Linked DNA regions of Columba livia: region 2 is linked to region 1. A link is a contact called in public Hi-C data. All regions are on one chromosome and are shown on one strand. The core of a region is the stretch at or near the end of the contact, and the rest is flanking DNA. Distances in the headings are between cores, read along the strand shown.

What was found. Hi-C and Micro-C count contacts between places; a contact is called where the count stands out from the background.
Region 2: a contact with region 1 is called in a Hi-C map of crop, with 1.9 times the contacts expected there. The contact joins two enhancer-like sites. A contact is called at or near these places in 2 of 2 Hi-C or Micro-C datasets (crop and liver).

The regions. Positions count from the first base shown.
Region 1 is chr3:64,713,173-64,715,898 of bColLiv1.pat.W.v2, forward strand. The region is part of intron 4 of ARID1B (AT-rich interaction domain 1B); the gene reads right to left. Among named protein-coding and RNA genes, the nearest start is that of ARID1B, 170 kb to the right of the region's middle. Within about 2 kb of position 1,434, at least 3 of the 3 cell types and tissues checked have an H3K27ac peak away from gene starts, as active enhancers do.
Region 2 is chr3:64,770,480-64,773,477 of bColLiv1.pat.W.v2, forward strand. The region is part of intron 4 of ARID1B (AT-rich interaction domain 1B); the gene reads right to left. Among named protein-coding and RNA genes, the nearest start is that of ARID1B, 110 kb to the right of the region's middle. Within about 2 kb of position 1,307, at least 3 of the 3 cell types and tissues checked have an H3K27ac peak away from gene starts, as active enhancers do.

The DNA of each region.
Region 1 (2,726 bases), core at 184-2,683:
TTCCTGAGCAGTAGCTGTCCCTTCAACAGGCTCAGTTTACGATCATGATCTCAGAACAACTTTTACCAGTGGGTGTCAGTGTAACAGTGTAATGATATAATGGGGGGAGGATAGGGAGAAAACATGAAAAAAACGAAGATTAAGTTTTTTTACATGCTACATTTATACAAAAAAAAAAAAAAAAGGAGAAAATGTGAAAATGCTTCCTTTCAGAGCCTATTTCACTGCTGATCTATTATACAAAAATTCTCTAATTTTGCATGTGTTTGTGTTAACATGCCCAAAGTAATTAATTTCAATTTTTGTTTTCCAGGCCTATGTATGTTCTGTGTGCGTACACACACGCACACACTGTAAGCATTTGGAATATAAACCTTTTCCATCGTCTTGACGAAATGAGACTGTCTCTTTAATTGAAATTTCACAGTGAACAGTTAAGAGGCTCTGTGGACCCCAACTTATTAACCTGTGCCAATTTAACTAGTATTACTCAAGAGGTTCAAAAACCTAAAAATAGGTGTTAATCTGTGCAGACTGACAGCAGCTAATCAGTACCTGCCCTGTCACAACTTCTGTCCCTCCTACTCACTGGGGGGAGGAGGGGAAGTACAGCACATGGGGAGGGCAAGAAAAGGAGAGCTCTGGGTTTTAAAAAAAGTATATTGGGTAGAGCTCAATTTGAAAACTTGTTCCCCTACCAGCAAGCGATGGCTTCCTGAAATCAAGAACTACTCGAACCAAATCCTTCTGTCAAAGCGATAAAACCCTTCATTTTTACTAACCATAAAAATAAACAAGCTTAAAAGAACACTGGCCCTAGTTTCAAGTCTAATTAGATGCATAACGTGCATTTGAAGTTTTAAACATGCAACTTTTGTCTTTTGAAATGTCGTTACATTTATAACCTGGTTCAGAGTCTTTCTCCACCAAAGCAACAAGGGCATGCATGGCTGTTTACACAGGTACCGATTCTTCCCTTGCCCAGCTCCCTGCACTAACCCGGTCCCTGTGCTTTGGCGACAACCCCAGCAGTTACGTGCTCACATACCCAGCTGCCTTTTATTAATATAAACAGAATGATCTGCTGAGTGAAGAGCAACCCAAGCTGCAGATTACGGACTACCGGCTGCCGCAGCTACAGGGACAACTGTAGCTCTGCCCTTAAAACCATACCCCGGAAAAGTGGATTTAAAAATAAAAAAAAAAAAAAAGAAAAAAGTGTCAGTTGGGCCAGCTCACAACTAAACTGTCAAAAATAAGCACTGAACTAGGTTATGCCTTTCTGTATATAACTCGTGCTGACCGGGCTATGCCGGATTTTGTTAAAGCGAAGAAGTATCTTCCCGAGTAAACCATTAAGCCATCACGGTCAGATTTGCAGGAAGTACCAAAATAATGTAAAACAATCCTGTAAAGCCATTGTTAAGAGGAGGAAGTAAACAACAGTGGGTTAATGGGGGAGGGGGGGAAGGGAGGCGCTTTGCGAGTCTCTTTCGTGCGTGGCTTATGAAAAAAGGCGGCGAAGGGCGCCGCTCGGGCTCCCGTTCCCGCACCGGGAACAAATGGCCGCGGCCCCGCCGCCCCGCGCCCGCAGCTGCGCCCGCGCCCCGCCGCGCGCCAATGGCGGCCCGCCCGCCCCTCCCCCGCCGCCGCGCGACCAGACCTGTTTTTGTCTGCCTCAGTGAGCGGCGCTCCCGCCCGGCTTCCTCCCCACACACACCCCCCCGGCCTTATTTTCCATCCCTGTTCAACCATCAGCCACTCGCTTTAATTACGCAGAACGAGTTGCAACTCATCCAGGCTGAAAGTTATATTGAAAAAGAGCGAGCGAGCGTGGGGAAAGAGGACGGGAGGGAAGAGGGAGATGGAAACGGGAGAAAAAAAGCAGCCGAGGGTGGAGTTAGAGCCGGGGAGGGCACGATAAACAAGGCTCCTTCCTTACAGTAAATTTTAATGCAACTTTTTATTTTAAGCTTTCTCCAAGGTCAGCAGAAACTCCCCTCTCCGCGTTTCTCCTGCTCTGCCAAGGCTCCTCAGAAAAAGATCAGTATCTTTGGTGCCTATCCTTTTAAGACACCACCTAAAAAAAGGAGGGGGAAGCGAAGTCCCAAGGGCTCCCACCTGCGCTCAGCCCCGCAGGCCGGGCGAGGCAGGCCACTGAGGAGCGGGCCCCTCTACGCGAGTTCCCAAGTTTCCGTGTTTAGGCCGCCTCCAGGTTTCGCTGCTCTTTAAGCCACTCTGAGGAATTGAACAAGGGCCACTAAAAGCCAGAGAGAGGAGAGGGCGGCCTTGGGCAAGGAGAAGCCGCCTGCCATTTGCCTGGGCCCCGGCGGGGCGAGTGTCTGCCCTCAGCACGCAATCCTCCTCAGCGTTTATGTGCATTTACAAAGGCACATCTGTGCGTGTTGGAGGGCCAGCCTGACGTGTTCGCTGCTCGCAGCAGCTGCGGTTTCTGAGGAAACAAGGCTGATTTTCTAGTCAGGCTGGAAGGGCTTTTTTCTCTCCCCCCCGCCTTCCCCGTTCCAAGCGCCTACGTGCGGGGGAGGGGGAGCGGGAACGGCGGGGGGAGGAGAGGCGGCGCCGCAGCGGAGCCTCGGGAGGCGGCGGGGGAGGGGAGTGGAGGGGAGGGGCGGGCCGCGCCGCGCCGCGCGGGGCCTGCCGGGAATCGGCTGGGGCCGCTTTCCGAGGGCGGCTCTCGGTGTCGCAATCCCGCTCGCTCTCGGCTG
Region 2 (2,998 bases), core at 57-2,556, 57 kb after region 1:
ACCAGGCTCCGCTCGGCGGAGGCCATTACCGCCCCGTCGCCATGGCGACGCTAACAGTGCGCCCGACTTCAAAGACAAAGATGTAATTTCAGACTTCCAGCAGCCAGAGGGAGCGGTGAGAGCTTTCTGCCCGGGCGGTGGCAGCTGATGATCAATTAGAAAAATGCCCAGGACGGTTCCGAGGCGGCCTTGAACCGCCGCCCGCCCTCCCGGACCCCGGGGAGCGCCCCTCAGCCCCCGCGGGGCAGGACGCTCCTTCCCGGGGCCTCCCTCGCCAAACCACCTCGCAGAGCTGCCACCAATGCCTCTGCCAGGGGAGAGCGGGCCCCTGCGCCCGGCCAGCTGGGAGAACCCGAGCGCGTTAAATCAACACGCTTTTAATTTTATAGAGTCATTCCAACAACAAAAAAAAACCAAACCCGGTCGTTTTCAGTTTTTCGTCCTACATGAAAAGCATAGGGATACTTGCAAGATTGGTTCAGTGGAGAAAACCCTCCCAGGGAAGGAGAAAGCTCACTTTCAAGTTTTGCCACTATGTGGATACTGGCAATAAAGAGTAATAGCAGTGCAGAAAAAACAGACATTAACTTAGCTTGTACACTGCTGTATCATCAATATGCTCTTATTAAGCATGACAAAAATATCCACTGAGAAATCAATCCATAGACTGGGCCTTTGTAGGCTAGCAGTAGTGCCATGTGCTGCTCAGGAAGCCAAGAATTCAAGCTCCGATGTGTTTTGTTTTTTAAATCCACCTCAGTGAGTCTTCAGCAGGTAACACAGTTCTTCTTCTAGGTGCCATGTCCCCCACAGCATCACAGCCATATGCCATAAACCAAGAGAAAAGTAATATACTCCCTTTCTGTTTACTAAAGTTGGGTTACCCTGCAAACCCCTTAGGAAGGAGACAGAGGAGCCGCAGAAAGGATAGATCCTCAAACAATCCAACACCTTGAAGTATATTTTTTTATGTTAATGTAAACATATATAATGTAAATGGCATTACATCCATAACTTATTGTTACCTAGCCTGATGGAAAACTAAGTCTGTTCTGCAGAAACTGAGACACTTGGCCCTCCATTTGCCAGGTCATGAAACACCATGAGCTCTTGTATCCCCACCAGAAAGGCCACTTCTCACCTGACAGAGCCCTGAAGTGTTCAGAGACCAAAACCCCAAATAGAGCCGTACAGAACATACATAGCTGGCCAGCAAGCACTAACACATCCCCCACACACACACTCCAGCCCCAGATGGAGCAGTGGCACACGCCACCACATCATGTCCCTGCACCATGTTCTCCTGGTCCCAGCTGCAACACGGGCCAGCACTTGCTGGTAGATTTTGTCACTCACCCCAATAAGATTGGGAGGTACACAGCGATCCTGTGAGTGACCCTGAACCAAAAGCCCCAGGCTGAACCTGAAGGAGCATTAGCTGCCCGATCTGCGCTTGTTTAATCATGAACGTTTGAGTTCTGTGGGCTACAACATTTGGCTTTCGACAAAACAGAGTCCACATGATCTAAACGCAGCACACAGGAATCAGGAGTCTGTGGGAAATTCAGATATACACAGAAGGATATACAGAATGTCTTAGACTGCTAGAAAAGAGATTTTTAAAGTTAGAGAAGGTTGGGGTTTTTTTGTTGTTTGGTTTTTCCTTTAAACAAGCATTTTTAAAAAAAAAAAACAACCTTTGTATAGCTGATCTCATTTTGTTTCCAAGTTACATTTTTTGTGGATGTGGGTGGTGGGGGAAAAGAAACATGTCAATCTATAGGTCCTTTAATTACTCTTCAAATCTGTAGTTTCACTGCACACTGTAAGTGACAAAAGACAGTTCTCAGCCTGTTCAGCTAGCTCACTATGGCCGTCTGATCACATCTCCATGGAAATGCAGGTCAAGTGATCAAAATTATTATACAGGAAGGGAAAGTTTGTTTTTCTGGCAGAAGTAAGGTAAAGGATTTCCAGGACTGACTTCAATCTGACCTGTACTACTGTGAATATAGGCATTAAAAAGCAGGCACTAGAAAGCACTGGTTTCTAACCAGCAAAAGTTAAAGAGCTAAAATGTTTGTAAGTGTATGTGAGCATGTGCATGGGTGCATTTCTCAGCATTTCATAGGATCTGATATCTGACCTCTGTTTCTTTGCAGAGAAGAAAGACAACTCTGTAGAAAGACCAAATGGACCCTCTCACACCAAGCTGCCATCCAAGCATTGGAATGACCCTCTGGCCAGAAGAAGCCAAAGACTTCCAGAGAGAAAATATATTCCTGTACTTCATCGTACCTCAGAATGGGAACAAAAAGGCTGATACTGTGATTTCCAGGGGGGCAAAATGTCTAACAAGCCATGCAGGAAGAACTAGCAGTCATTTAAAAACACCAGTGCTGTGTATATGTAGTCTTCCTAAGTCTTCTTTAATGGCACAATCAAAACAAAGGAATGAAGACAGAAAGAAAACAGACTATGAGAGAATCCAAGTGAAGCCACAACTCTGAGATGTTACTTATTAAAAACAAACAAACAAACAGAAACCAAGCACAGACTCTAAAATTTTACAGCCTTGTTTCAATAAATTCTGAAGAGCTGTGCTGAAAATTCCACTAAACAACTTTACTTTTTTCCTACTTTCATGTAGGCACCTAATGATACAATAAACAGGCTTGAAAAAATATAGGTTTTTATGAAGCTTTCCTGAAGCCCTATTATTAAAATCTTGACAGTCTGTAAATTAAATAAGGTAAAGAGATAATCTAGAGGTTTTCTTCCATATCCACCACAGTATCATACAAAAAACTGCTAAGGCTTTCAGTTTACTATAAATGTCTAAAATCAAAAGATCACAGTTTGCATTAAGTTTTATCCTGTGCCATAACGATTTAGTTCACTAGGGCCAATGTCTGTACTCAATCCATACACCATTTTATCTACCCATATATAATCTTGCGAGTTATTTTGGTTTTCGTAAGTGAGTCTAAAAGTCTCA